3 separate regions of the Mus musculus genome follow, and regions 2 and 3 are each linked to region 1. Evidence: chromatin contacts called from public HiChIP or PLAC-seq data. All regions are on one chromosome and are shown on one strand. Each heading gives the region's core, a stretch centred on a gene start, on an enhancer-like site or on the middle of the called end of the contact. The rest is flanking DNA. Distances are from core to core; before and after follow the strand shown.

Region 1 (4,261 bases), core at 1,010-3,509:
ATTAATTAAGATCACAAGTTTGGGGCTGGAGAGATGGCTCGGCGGTTATGGTTAAGAGCACCGACTGCTCTTCCAAAGGTCCTGAGTTCAATTCCCAACAACCACATGGTGGCTCACAACCATCCATAACAAGATCTGACTCTCTCTTCTGGAGTGTCTAAGACAGCAACAGTGTATTTACATAGAATAAATAAATAATCTTAAAAAAAAAATCACAAGTTTGAGGCCAGGCAGGGCTACAGTTAAAGTCCTGTCGCAATCAAATACTTCCAAGATACACTGCCACAAAAATTTCCTTTACTGTCTTAACACTAATACCACTTTTTTCTAAACACTTCTCTAATAAGCAGTTAAAATTCTCCAAGCAGCCAAACCATGTGCTATTGTTCTAAGAAAAGTGTCTCACTGTAGATAGGCCAGGCTAGCCTGGCTCTCAAGGACTAAGACAACTGTGAGTCACCACACCTGGCTCCATTTGTTTTCCAAGCATATATTCAAGTCTCAATGTGGTTCAGTGGTGGGGAGCTTGTCTAGCATGCAACTGAAACTTAATCCCCAGAACTACAGACACAATGAAAAACATGTCAAAGCCTCACTACAGCACTGCTCTCAATAGTGAAAGCTGTGCCAATCTAAATGACTACCAGGAGATGGAGATCTAGAATGTGACACAGTATTCAGGAATATACTGTCTACTACTAAGTTTAAAAGTCTTGAAAACATTCTAAAACCAGAAAAGGCCATTACAATTCCCTACATGTGAAATGCTTGAAATGGAAAATCCAGACACTTAAAAGAAATCCCAAGGAGAGGCAGGGAATTCTGAGAAGGCCGGCACTACAGAAAAAGGAATGCAGAAGTTGAAGCATAACTTACCCTGTCTCAAAAACTAAGTGCATCAGGAAGGTGGTGTGCGCACGCACACACACACACCTTTGATCCCAGCACTCTGAAGGAGGAGGGAAATGATGAGTTGGAGACCAGATCTAAAAAAGTTGAGTAAACCAAGACAGCCAGCCTGATTTACAGCAAGAACTGTCTCAGGAACAAACAAAAATAAATATCTTGGAACCACACAAAGGTTCCACAACAAAACTATCATAGCTAGGAAGGCAAGCATGCTTGTGGCTCAACAGGCTAGAGGAATGACAGTTATGAAGTTTGCTAGTGACCCCCCGTCTTTTAGTAAAAAGTGCATAAAAGTAAATGTTGAGGTCTGCTAGGCATGTAGTGGCCTGCACCGTGCACCCTAAACTCCTGCGTAAAAGAATCTTTACTAAAAGGACATACAACATACAACCTTGAGGACATACACTCAGTAAGTCTTCAACTTCACACTTCCGAAATGAAAACCCTACTTAATAAGCCATTTAAGTGTCTTCCCTACTATACACCATAATGTTCAAACCGACTATTATCAAACTAAAAAATTTAACCCTATTTTGCCGTGACCCCACCCTGTGCCCAAGACTCAGTTGAGCGACCAAGCCATTCCGCGAAAATTAAAAAAACAAACAAAAAGACAAATGAAACTCATCCATCCCCGGTTTTCACACCTGTTAAAAGCAAATAGGTCAAAGAAAAACCCAACTCAAAGTGAACTATGATTTACATTAAGAAACGCAGCCTCATTAGAAAAGATTTTTAAAGCAAACACCAAGTCGGCATAAAAAAAAGATGAGACTGTAGGGGCTCAGTAAATACGAAAAGACCTGTCTTAAAAAATATATACAAAGTCCTCAAGACACTATACCAAGAAAACCAGGAGCAAGGAAGAAAAAGGCGCCATCAAACTAAAGGCCGCGACGTGGAGAATTCATTTAGAGATCTACCCCACACACACACACACACACACACACACACACACACACGCCGGCCACACCCCAGCCTGGAGCAATCCCTCTCCGAGCCTTCCTCCAAAGGACAAAAGATTAAGTCCGGGATTTACAGACTTGGAAGCATCTTCAACATTGCCCGGGGCCCCAGCCGCCGCCCGGGACCGAAAGTCACAAAATGGCGGCGGCGCCCCTTTGTCTCAATCTGGTGCCGCCATTGCGCCCGGCCCCACCTCGAGTCTGCGGAACTCCACCTCCCTCCCTCCACCTCCCTCCCTCCGTTCGCCGGTCCCTTACCGAGATCCTGGGTTCAAAAGGCCCAAGCTCAAATCCTAACGCTCCGACAGGCCCACCCGCTTCCCTCTGGTTCTGCTCCTACAGATTCTCGGTCTCGCGGCGTCACGAAATGGCGGACCACCACCGTCCCCTCGCCCTATTTATAGCACCCTGCTCTGCCACATGACCTGACCAGATCACCCAATCAGAGGCGGCGCAGGCTGTGACGTAAGCGCTACAAACGCTGCGAGAAACCGCGGTTACTGGGAGCGCGCGCCGGCCGTTCCGTCAGGTGGGTGGGGTACGCGCGGTGGCGCGAGCTCGTCGCCGCGTGCCGGCTTGTCCCGCAGATGCGGCGCTCGGCCCGGCCATCCCCGCGAGCCGCGCAGACGCCCCCTCTCCTCCACTTCCGCCTAGGCTGCAGCCGAATAAAGCTGTCCAGACTCTGCCGCCATTAATCCCGGGCGATGGCGGCTGCAGCCGCGGGCTCGGGTCAGAGTGAAACATGGACGCTTGCTTCCTCGTTGTGGGGCATCCATCGCAGACTAAGGAGCCTTATAGTCGCTCTCAAGGTCACCGAGCTTGGGCGACTTAACTGGTACCCCACGGTGCCCGGTCTGCGCCCCGATGCAGGGTAGAGCCTGCAAAGTTTGCTCAACTTTCGCTTTCCCGCCTCGCCCAAACCGCGCGCGCGGCAAATGCGACTTGATGAGGCTGCATGAAAAAACAAAAAAAAAAACAAGACAAACGGTCACAGGGCTCACTTTCCCAGGAGGAGAGCAAGGTTTTGCATAGGTTGCCTTTACGCTCTGAGCACGCAGCTCCGCCATGCAGATGCTAGGAGGGGCACCTGCGGCCTTTGTAAGGGCTTTGCTCTGGCTGCCAGACCTGTGGGTCTCCCTGGGCCTCTACACACAGACCCCAGGATAGCTGAATACCCTCGTTTGACAAGCCACATCGTTTGCCTCCAGCTCCCAGACGTATCCTCGGCCTGGCCCCCCTCAGGCTACTCTGATTTATTGGGGAGACTTAGTTGTTTCTGCTTCCAAGAAAGGTCAAAATATTAACCAGTTTTTCAGACACAACTCTAATGCTTTTGTTCCCCTAAGGGAGTTGTGGTGCAGGCTACAGTTGTTAAACCTGTTTTTGTTGTGACCTTCAGAAGATTCTAGCAAAACTTCATTTCCTTCTAGATCTTTTTTTTTCTTTCTGGGTTAGACATGCCTAGTATAGTAGTAATGGGGCTCATTTGAACGTCCTTTTGTCTTTTTCCTCTCCTCCCTGCCTCATAATCTCAGCTCTTGGCCCAAGGGAACAGGAGTCGAACTTTATGTTCATACATTTAGTGAGTTCTAGGCCAGAAAGAACTTCTTGAGATACTTTCTGAAAAACAACAAAAAATCTGATGTATCTAAATGACTTGTGATATTCTCTGTTCCAAAATTTTTTGGTTTGTAAAACAAACAAGTAATGACTACCAGGCTGGTGAGATGGCTCAGTGGGTAAGAGCACCCGACTGCTCTTCCGAAGGTCAGGAGTTCAAATCCCAGCAACCACGTGGTGGCTCACAACCATCCGTAACGAGATCAGACTGGAGTGTCTGAGGACAGCTACAGTGTACTTACATATAATAAATAAATAAATAAATCTTTAAAAAAAAAAAAAAAGTAATGACTACCTTTAATCCCAGCACTTGGGAGGCAGAAAGCAGGTGTCTGGTCTACATAGTTCCAGGACAGCCAGAGCTACATAGAGAGACCCTGTCTCAAAAAAAAAAAAAAGTAAATAAAAATTAAAATTTCACCAGGCGTGGTGGTGGCGCACACCTTTAGTCCCAGCACTTGGGAAAGAGACGGGCAGATTTCTGAGTTTGAGGCCAGCCTGGTCTACAAAGTGAGTTCCAGGACAGCTGGGACTATACAGAGAAGCCCTGTCTCGAAAAAAAACAAAAGAAAAAAGAAAAAAAATAGATTTATTTATTTTATATATGTGAGTACACTGTAGCTGTCTTCAGCAACACCAGAAGAGGGCATCAGATCCCATTACAGATGGTTGTGAGCCACCATGTGGTTGCTTGGAATTGAACTCAGGACTACTTGAAGAGCACTGAGTGCTCTTAACTAGCTGAGCCATCTCTCCAGCCCTTGGTC
Region 2 (4,261 bases), core at 740-3,239, 480 kb before region 1:
TCGAGACAGGGTTTCTCTGTATAGCTCTGGCTGTCCTGGAACTCACTCTGTAGACCAGGCTGGTCTCGAACTCAGAAATTCACCTGCCTCTGCCTCCAGAGTGCTGGGATTAAAGGCGTGCACCACCACGCCCAGCCGTAATTTTACATTTTAATGCAAAGTCTATTTATGAGGCTTACTGTTGGGGACGGGTATAGTGGCACAGGCCTTTCACTCTAGGGCTCAAGCCACAAAGGTAGGTCAGCCTGATCCCCATGGAGAGTTCGGGGACAGCCAGGACTACACAGAGACCCAGACTCAAAACAAATGAACGCGCTTGTCTACTCCAAGGATCTGACGCTGCTGCCGTCTGGCTTTGAAAGGTACCCGAGCTCGAGCACACATGTGCACATGCAGACACACACATAATTTACAATTTAAAAAAGGGAGCTAGAGAGGTGGCTCAGCGGTTAAGAGCACTTACTGCTCTTCCAGAGGCCCTGAGTTCAAATCCCAGCAACCGCATGGTGGCTCACAACCATCTCTAATGAGTTCTAATGCCCTCTTCTAGTGTGTCTGAGAAGAGCTACAGTGTACTCACATACATAAAATAAGTAAATCTTTAAAATAAAATAAAATAAGTCACTGGATGGTGACTTATTTTAAGTCACTTTTAATATTAAGCACTTGGGAGGCAGAGGCAGGCAGATCTCTGAGTTGGAGGCCAGCCTGGTCTACAGAGAAAGTTCCAGGACAGCCAGGGCTACACAGAGAGACCCTGTCTCCAAAGTAAATAAATAATAAATAAATAAATAAATAAATAGATAAATTAGTCTTGACTAGGTTGGAGCCCCTGCCTTTAATTCCAGGGCTCTAGAATTAGAAGCACACCCAGGGCCTTTTTGCAGTCAAAGCCAGCCCATTCTACATAGTTTCAGGCCAGCCAAGCTATACAGTGTAACCCTGTCATTCATATATATATGTATATGTATATATATATATGAATGACATCTCTTTGTTTGCTAGGAAGAACTAGTGTGCTGCGGAGCACATATGGAAATCTCCTTCCACCACACAAGTTCCAGGATTGACCACAAGTATCTTTATCCACTAAGCTCTCACCACCTGAAAAGCTCTTGTTAACACCGTATAGACTTCAGTGCTGGTGGTACCAAGACAGAGCCCCAGAGTTGGTAGTCTCCCTACAGAGAGGTTCCTTTGGCTGGGAACTTATAGTTAGATCTCAAACCCAGGACAAATGACTACCAGAGGTGCCTATTTAACATAGCAAAGCAACCCTGGCCCCAGGTTCTCCCAGCATCCCTCAGTCCCTGCCTGTTACAGGGCATGGCTGGCATACCCTAAATTTCTCCAGCCCAGAGGCTGGGGTGTTCTTCCCCAGCTGCCTTCCCTAGATAGCGCAGCCATTTTGGAAACTTGGCCTTACTCTTCCAGCCCTCTGTTCCCCTTTGCTCCCCTCTCCTCCCAGGGCCAGGTCTTGTTCACTCTGGACTCTCCAGGACTTCCCAGCTGCTGGCTCTCTCCCTCGCATCTACAATAAACCTCCTCTTCCACCATACCTACGAACACTGGTATCTTCTTTATTTTTTATTTTCTTTTTAAAGATTTATTTATTTATTTTATGTATATTAGTACACCATTGCTCTCTTCAGACACAGCAGAAGAGGGCATCGGGTCCCATTACAGATGGTTGTGAGCCTCCATGTGGTTGCTGGGAATTGAACTCAGGACCTCTGGATGATCAGTCAGTGCTCTTAACCGCTGAGCTAATCTCTTCAGTCTTATTTTCAATTTTTCATTCACTAATGTTCGCAAACATCAGTCCCCAAGTAGTTGGATCCTACCAATAACCAGAAAGCGACTTAGAAGGCACTTCCTCTCAGAGTCAGCTGGCCAGAGAGTCGACCTCAGGTGAGAGGGCCTGGGTTCTCACAGGAACTAAGGCACACTAACCACAAACGGTCTTAACTTCTGACCTCAAGGGTCATTCCCTCTCCGCCTGTCGCTCACACCAGGAGTTCCAAGGTCACTGAGCTAAGTGAAGCGCAGCCCTGCACGTTCTGATGTGACATCAATGACAGTTACCTCATCTGTCTTCCTCTTCTCCTTTTCTTTTTTTTCAGGAACTTGAAGATAGCTCAGGTAGACTGACATCCTTGACCCCTGACTGCTGCGTGTTATGACCTGTGGGTGACCTTTGACTCTGGCTAACCAAACCTCCACCCTTACTTCTAGCACGCTAAAAGCCCACACTTCCTACCAAGAGCAGTGAAGTTGGTTTACCATGTACAGACCAAAAGCTACCTTAGTTTCCCTCCACCTCCAACCACCCTGCTCCATTCCACAAATCCTCTAAATGCTAGGAAGAAATAAATAAATAAATTCTAGGCGGCTGGGTGGTGGTCCTGTACACCTTTAATCCCAGCACTGGGGAGGCAGAGGCAGGTGGAGTTCTGTGTGTTTGAGGCCAGCCTCGTTATCAGTGTGAGTTTCAGGACAGCCAGGGCTACACAGAGAAACCCTGTGCTGGAAAAAAAAAAAAGTTCTAGGCTACCCTAGGATACATGAGACTCTGTCTCCAAACAAACAAGAGCCCAAGAATAGTGGCTGTCTAGTGCCTTTAATCCTAGCACTTGGATGAAAACAGATCTCTATGAATCTATTGCCTGGTCTACAGAGCGAGTTCCAGGCCAGCCAGCCAGTGAGACCCTGTCTCAAAAACCCAAACAACAAAGCCCCCTTAAGTGTCTTGGCAGAGGCTTGTCTGTAGGGTGCTTAGGGTACACAGAACAAACCAGTCAGGAGCTGCATCTGCAATAGCCTAAGCAAGGCAGGGTGATGAGGGGATGGGGCCTGGGGTAGAGGCAGTGGCTGGTGAGGAATCCGGAACTAGGATGGATAGAATTTATTAAGAGGAAGGCTACAGGCTGGGAGAGAACCCAGAGGTGCTGGGGTGGGGTGGACTTATAGGAAACAGGAGTGCAGAAGGGCTTTGTGAGAAGTTAGGAGTTAGCCCAGAGATGTGCAAGTGGAACCACCTTATAAGAACCAGGAGTGTAGAGGGGCTGGAGAGGTGGCTCAGTGGTTAAGAGCACTGACTGCTCTTCTGAAGGTTCTGAGTTCAAATCCCAAGCAACCACATGGTGGCTCACAACCATCTTTACTTATTTATTATAATAAATAAATCTTTGGGCCAGAGCACTCAGGGACTGAGAGGACAAGCAGAGGTCCTAAATTCCCCAGCAACCACTTGAAGGTTCACAACCATTTGTATAGCTACAGTGTACTCCTATACACTAAATAAATAAATCTTGAAAGAAAGGAAGGAAGGAAGAAAGGAAGGAAGGAAGAGGCATACAAAAGGAGCTCGTTTCATGGCTCCAGGACACCGTGAAGCTGTGTTAGAACATTCTCTGTTATCCGTGGATGGAACCCCATTCTGTCCACAGCAGATCAGTGACGCAGCAAGTTTCCAAACAGAATTCGTGCACAGGCTGGGAGGCACAGGCTGGGAGGCACAGGCTGGGAGGTAGCTCTGCGGGCAAGAGTGCTTGTTGCACAAGCATGACAACCTGCGTGAAAATCTGCAGAGCTCACTTAAAGAGCCAGGTTAAAAAAAAAATCACCAGTAATCGCCATATGGAAGGAAGGGAAGGTTAGAGTCTGGAGGATTGCTGGGACTACAAGGCTAGCTTGAGATTCTGAGAGACCCTGTCTCAAGGGAATGAGGTCATGGGTCACAGAAGCCACCTGACTTCCGCCTCTGACTGTCAGGCACATCTGCTCACAACACACCTGTACTCCGGGGCTTCCAGCTGTGAGTCTAGCGGCTCCGCTCAATTCCCACTCCCCCTCAGGAATAGTGCCCCTGGCTGGGCAGGGGTGGTGTACACCTTTAATCCCAGCACTTGGGAGGCAGAAGCAGGCAAATCTCTCAGTTTGAGCCTAGCCTGGTCTACAGAGGGAGTTTCAGCCAGAACTACACAAGAAACCCTGTTGCAAAAACAAAAACAAAACAAAGCAAAACACAAAGATAAAACAGCAAAACAAAATAAAACCTGAGGGGGCTAGAGAGGTGGCTCAGAGGTTAAGAGCACTGGCTTCTCTTCCAGAGGTCCTGAGTTCAATTCCCAGCAACCACATGGTGGCTCACGACCATCTGTAATGGAATCTGATACATGCAGGCAGATACAAATATATAGGATAAAGAAAGAGGTTTGTTTAAAGTGTGGGGGGAAAACAAGGGCAGGCCAAGCTTGGT
Region 3 (4,261 bases), core at 902-3,401, 290 kb before region 1:
ATAGGCTCCATTCTAGGACAGGTAGTAACATCATTTCCATTGTCACAGTGCTGGGTGTTATGGGTACTCCCCCACCCCCCAGCTGAGGACCTCCCCGAAGCTGAGGACTGAACCCAGGGCCTTGTGCTTGCTAGGCAAGTGCTCTACTACTGAGCTAAATCCCCACCCCAGTGGGTACTTTTTAATAGATGGTTATGATTGAAAGACCAGCTCAAAGTAGCCCCAGCTCTAACCTCTAAGCTGAGTCTACGCCTGAAGTCCCAGCGGGACTTACAGTTTGTGGTGTTGCAACCTCTCTCCCTAGAAGTAGGTCTGTCCACTCTGTCCTTCAGTAGTCCTGGTCACTAAGCCAGAATGAAAGCAAGAACCAAGAACCCCAAGTTCGTTAGTCACTCAGGGAGTGTGGCCACTGTAATCAGTGCCACAGGTAACTGGGTCCTGTGGGACATGGGAAGACTGTGTAGGCAGACTGAGGGTGGAGATAGAGATTGGGCTAAACGACCAGGTGCTAACCAGGTGGGGGACACCCTGAGCAAAGTCACCAGGGGCAGCAGGGCTTGCTCCATCTGTGGCGAGACCACCACCACCACCACCACCACCACCCCACCACCCCGCAGGTAGAAGTGCTACTTAGTATCTAGGCTTCTAATTTGTCTGCAGTTCCTGGTTGCCAAGGGCAACAGGAGTGGTGCCGTGATCATTTCCCACAGTCATCCAATCTGACCTGAAGGGCAAGGATGTCAGTACCTAACTGTCCACCAGGAAAAGGCTCCCCACAGAGTCACCAAGCCCCAGGGGACAAGCTGAGGCTAAGAGCTAAATGTCAGGATCCCTGGTTCCCTGCTGTATTTCCCAGGTGTGACCTAGCCCTTAGCTCAGGGGTTCCTGGCCACTGGAGGGTGTCTGGGAGTGGGGTGGACCAGTCAGACTTCAGAGAGGACAGAATGGGAGTGATTCTAACTCTTATCAGCTGAAACCAGAGCAGACATCCTGCCTCCACCCTGCCATCTGATAATAAATGTTCTTTTCGCCAGATTGGCCACCGGCACCCAGCCTCGGCCTCCACTGTCTGTGCATTCCTCTCACTGTTGTGTAGATAATTTGTATGTGTGTTATATATGTGCTTTTTATATTTCACCGCATGTAGTATTACATGTGTGCGAGTCAGCCCATGCGTGTGGGTGTGCTTGTGACCCCATTTTACCGACGAGACACTGAGAGAGTCCACATGGTTACAGGATGCGCCCCAAACGAGACCGGGTTTTGGAAAGGGCACCTAAACTGTGGGCCCCAAAGTCCTTCAGGCTTGCTCCCTCCCCCTCCAGTGTTTTCTGGGCTCATCTGCCTCTTCCTCTTCCCTCCAGGACACCCCATCTTGAGAAGAGTTGAGGAGGAGGCCACTGCTGTGTGGGGAGCCAGGGCTTAAGCTTGAGCAAAGTTCCCTCTGAGCCTCAGTTTTCTCATCTAGAAGATGGGGCTGATAATGGGGACCAGTGCATTATACAGCACCAGGGACTCTGTCACTGACCAGAGAGGAAGGAGTCTTGACAGAGCATCCCCACGGGGAGGCGAGGAGAAGGACTGTGGCAGGCCTTGCCTCGCACCCTTCAGGCCCAGGAGGTGGCCCCCAGCCACACTCACCATCTGCAGCATATCTGAGGCTGGCGGGGACACCTGGGCACGGTACTGGTTGTGAAGATCCACCATAGTTTGCTTCTCGTCCTCTGTGAGGGCTGTGGTGGGGCCAGTGGCAATCAGCAGCAGCAGGAGGAGCAGTGGCGGCGGCAACATCACCCACGGGCTGCAGGAACCGTGCATGGTGGCCAGCCCTCTCTGCCTCTCCTGATCAGGGGTCTGGCAGCTGGACTTAAAGTCCTTCCCACACAAGCACCACCCTGGCTGGGGTGGGGCAGCAGGGGCTGTGTCTGGAGGCCCAGCCCGGCTCACACAATGTCTCCAGGAGGGCTGGGTGCCTTGGGTCTGGACCAGAGCAGAATCCACTCCCCTGGAGTCCTTGGCAACAGCCTCCTTTTCTCTCAGTAAAGGGCTCAGGCCAAAGGCTATATGAGCTCCACCATCCCTCCTGAGGGGGACAGATCCTCAGGGGACACAATTCCAGAAGCAGCTGCAGCGCTGTGCTGTGGCATTCAGTCACTACTAAGTGCAGAGGACAGAACAAAGAAGGAACCTTACAGACCTGCCCCTACAGGATTGGGTAAGATGAGGAAGCTGCCAGTACCACGGAAAGAGCAAGGGAGGGAGAGATGATGCAAGGGTCATGACAGCAACATTAAGTGCCCACCCCAGGTCCTCTGCAAGAGCAGCAGGCGCCCTTGATTGCTGAGCTGTCTCTCCAGCCCCAGGAGAGCCTTCTAAACAAGAGGATGAATATCCACAGGAACAGGAAAGAAGTCAGGGGGTGTGGAGGTCTCTCGTTTGTCTCAGACAAGTTCTTCATTATGTAGCCCAGGTTAGCTGCTCTCTAATTGCTATGTCTCCGCAATTATATTTATTTACTTAATGTATGTGAGTGCTCTATCTGCATGTACACCTGCATGGCAGAAGAGGGCATCAACTCATTTGTAGATGGTTGTGATCTACAGATGGTAGATGCATGTATAGATGGTGTTCCTATCATGTATGTGGGTACTGGGAATAGAACTCAGGTCCTCCAGAAGAGCAGCCAGTGCTCTTAACAGCTGAGCCATCTCTCCAGCCCTCCTCTCTCCCCCTCCTTCCCTCCTCCTCCTCTGTTTTTAAAAAGATGTTCTCTAGAGGACATGCCACATGGAATTGAAGTCCCTGGCAGCACACATCTATGAGCACTGGAGGGGGAACAGCTTAAGAGTGAACAAAATTTATGTAGCGTGTAATTATTAAAAAAAAAAAAAATCGGGGGCTGGTGAGATGGCTCAGCAGTTAAGAGCACTGACTGCTCTTCCAGAAGTCCTGAGTTCAATTCCCAGCAACTACATGGTGGCTCACAACCATCTGTAATGGGATCTGACGCCCTCTTCTGGTACTGTCTGAAGACAGCTATTGTGTACTTAGATAAAATAATAAACTTTTAGGGTGGAGCAAGCAGGTCAACTGGAGTGAGCAGGGCCGACCAGAGCACAGAGGTCCTGAATTCAAATTCCCAGCAACCACATGATGGGTCACAACCATCAGTACAGCTACAGTGTACTTATATACATAAATAAATAAATACATACATACATACATACATACATACATCTTTTTTTTTCCCCCTGAGACAGGGTTTCTCTGTATAGCCCTGGCTGTCCTGGAACTCACTCTGTAGACCAGGCTGGCCTTGAACTCAGAAATCTGACTGCCTCTGCCTCCCAAGTGCTAGGATTAAAGGCGCTTGGCCTGGCCCAGGCTAACCTTTTTTTTTTTTTTAATTAGATATTTGTTTGTTTTCCTTCTGATGGATGTTTGTCCCTCACCTCTAATACAAATGCTGCTTGGTCAGTCTTTGCACACATCTATCTTTGAGGCTCTCTGATGCCTTCCTTTCTGTTGCCCACTGTGGTGGACGGTCTGTGATGCCAAACCTAAGCTCCTTGGCAGCCAGCAAGACTAATGCTTTTTTTTTTTTTTTTTTTTTTTTTTTTTTTTTTTTGGTTTTTCGAGACAGGTTTCTCTATGTAGTCCTGGCTGTCCTGGAACTCACTCTGTAGACCAGGCTGGCCTCGAACTCAGAAATCTGCCTGCTTCTGCCTCCCAAGTGTTGGGATTAAAGGCGTGAGTCACCACTGCTCAGCAGGCTAATGCTTTTTAAACAGCACTTCCTATCTTCCTATCCAGCAACATAGTTGGCTCCAATGGTCCGTGTTCATCTGAGCACAGCTCCTCACTGGGCCCCAGGCCCCACAGTCTGGCTTTATTCTCGGATTCCATTCTCCAGCATCCACTTGGGCTAATCCACCTCTGTCCAGCCCCCTGCCTGCATCATGATGTGAGGTTTGGAGTGGCTGGTGGCTTGGAGGCTTGGACAGGAGCCTGGTTGTGGGAAATGAGTCCCAGTGAGGGACTCACTTCCTAGAGTCTCCACCCAGGTCCCAGAGGTGCAGTGAGAGTGGGGACACCCTCTTCTGGTCTATTCTCTACATTTCCACACTGCTCTGAGCTGACCAATGATAATCTGCACCTAACATGGATTCAGAGGTGACAGTGGCATTAGTGTGTGTGTGTTGGGGGGGGTGGTGATGAAGGGAGGTCACTTGGAGCCGGCTTTTGGAGGCTTGCCCCTTGC

What was found. HiChIP or PLAC-seq counts read pairs in DNA pulled down with a chosen protein or histone mark.
Region 2: an H3K4me3 HiChIP or PLAC-seq map of fetal liver shows a contact between it and region 1, with 3 times the contacts expected there. The contact joins the enhancer-like site here to the promoter of Srsf3 in region 1. A contact is called at or near these places in 5 of 39 promoter capture datasets (the 3T3-L1 cell line, the C10 cell line, the HPC-7 cell line and 2 more), 4 of 15 datasets of contacts at CTCF or cohesin (embryonic stem cells, large pre-B cells and pro-B cells), 36 of 484 Hi-C or Micro-C datasets (B cells, the Ba/F3 cell line, CD4 T cells and 21 more), 17 of 115 datasets of contacts at active chromatin or transcription factors (the 230-238 cell line, astrocytes, bone marrow-derived dendritic cells and 13 more) and 2 of 9 other capture datasets (embryonic stem cells and liver).
Region 3: a contact with region 1 is called in an H3K4me3 HiChIP or PLAC-seq map of the SCID.adh cell line, with 9 read pairs. The contact joins the promoter of Pi16 here to the promoter of Srsf3 in region 1. A contact is called at or near these places in 1 of 39 promoter capture datasets (embryonic stem cells), 1 of 15 datasets of contacts at CTCF or cohesin (large pre-B cells), 1 of 484 Hi-C or Micro-C datasets (embryonic stem cells), 3 of 115 datasets of contacts at active chromatin or transcription factors (the SCID.adh cell line, embryonic stem cells and memory CD8 T cells) and 4 of 9 other capture datasets (adipose tissue, embryonic stem cells, liver and 1 more).

What each region holds. Positions count from the first base shown.
Region 1 is chr17:29,030,658-29,034,918 of GRCm38.p6, reverse strand. Srsf3 (serine and arginine-rich splicing factor 3) reads right to left here and starts at 2,259. Exons shown (of 6, transcript NM_013663.5): 1 at 2,133-2,259. Gm16196 (a long non-coding RNA gene) reads left to right here and starts at 2,296. Exons shown (of 3, transcript XR_876716.2): 1 at 2,296-2,403.
Region 2 is chr17:29,508,644-29,512,904 of GRCm38.p6, reverse strand. No RefSeq gene overlaps it. Among named protein-coding and RNA genes, the nearest start is that of Gm26885, 19 kb to the right of the region's middle. Within about 2 kb of position 1,989, at least 59 of the 459 cell types and tissues checked have an H3K27ac peak or open chromatin away from gene starts, as enhancers often do. A contact at or near this core is called in the 230-238 cell line, B cells, the G1E-ER4 cell line and 6 more, where this site is marked.
Region 3 is chr17:29,316,772-29,321,032 of GRCm38.p6, reverse strand. It overlaps Pi16 (peptidase inhibitor 16), which reads right to left and starts at 2,151. Exons shown (of 7, transcript NM_023734.3): 1 at 1,642-2,151. The coding sequence starts at 1,818. Gm46603 (a long non-coding RNA gene) reads left to right here. Exons shown (of 4, transcript XR_003952339.1): 4 at 1-1,249.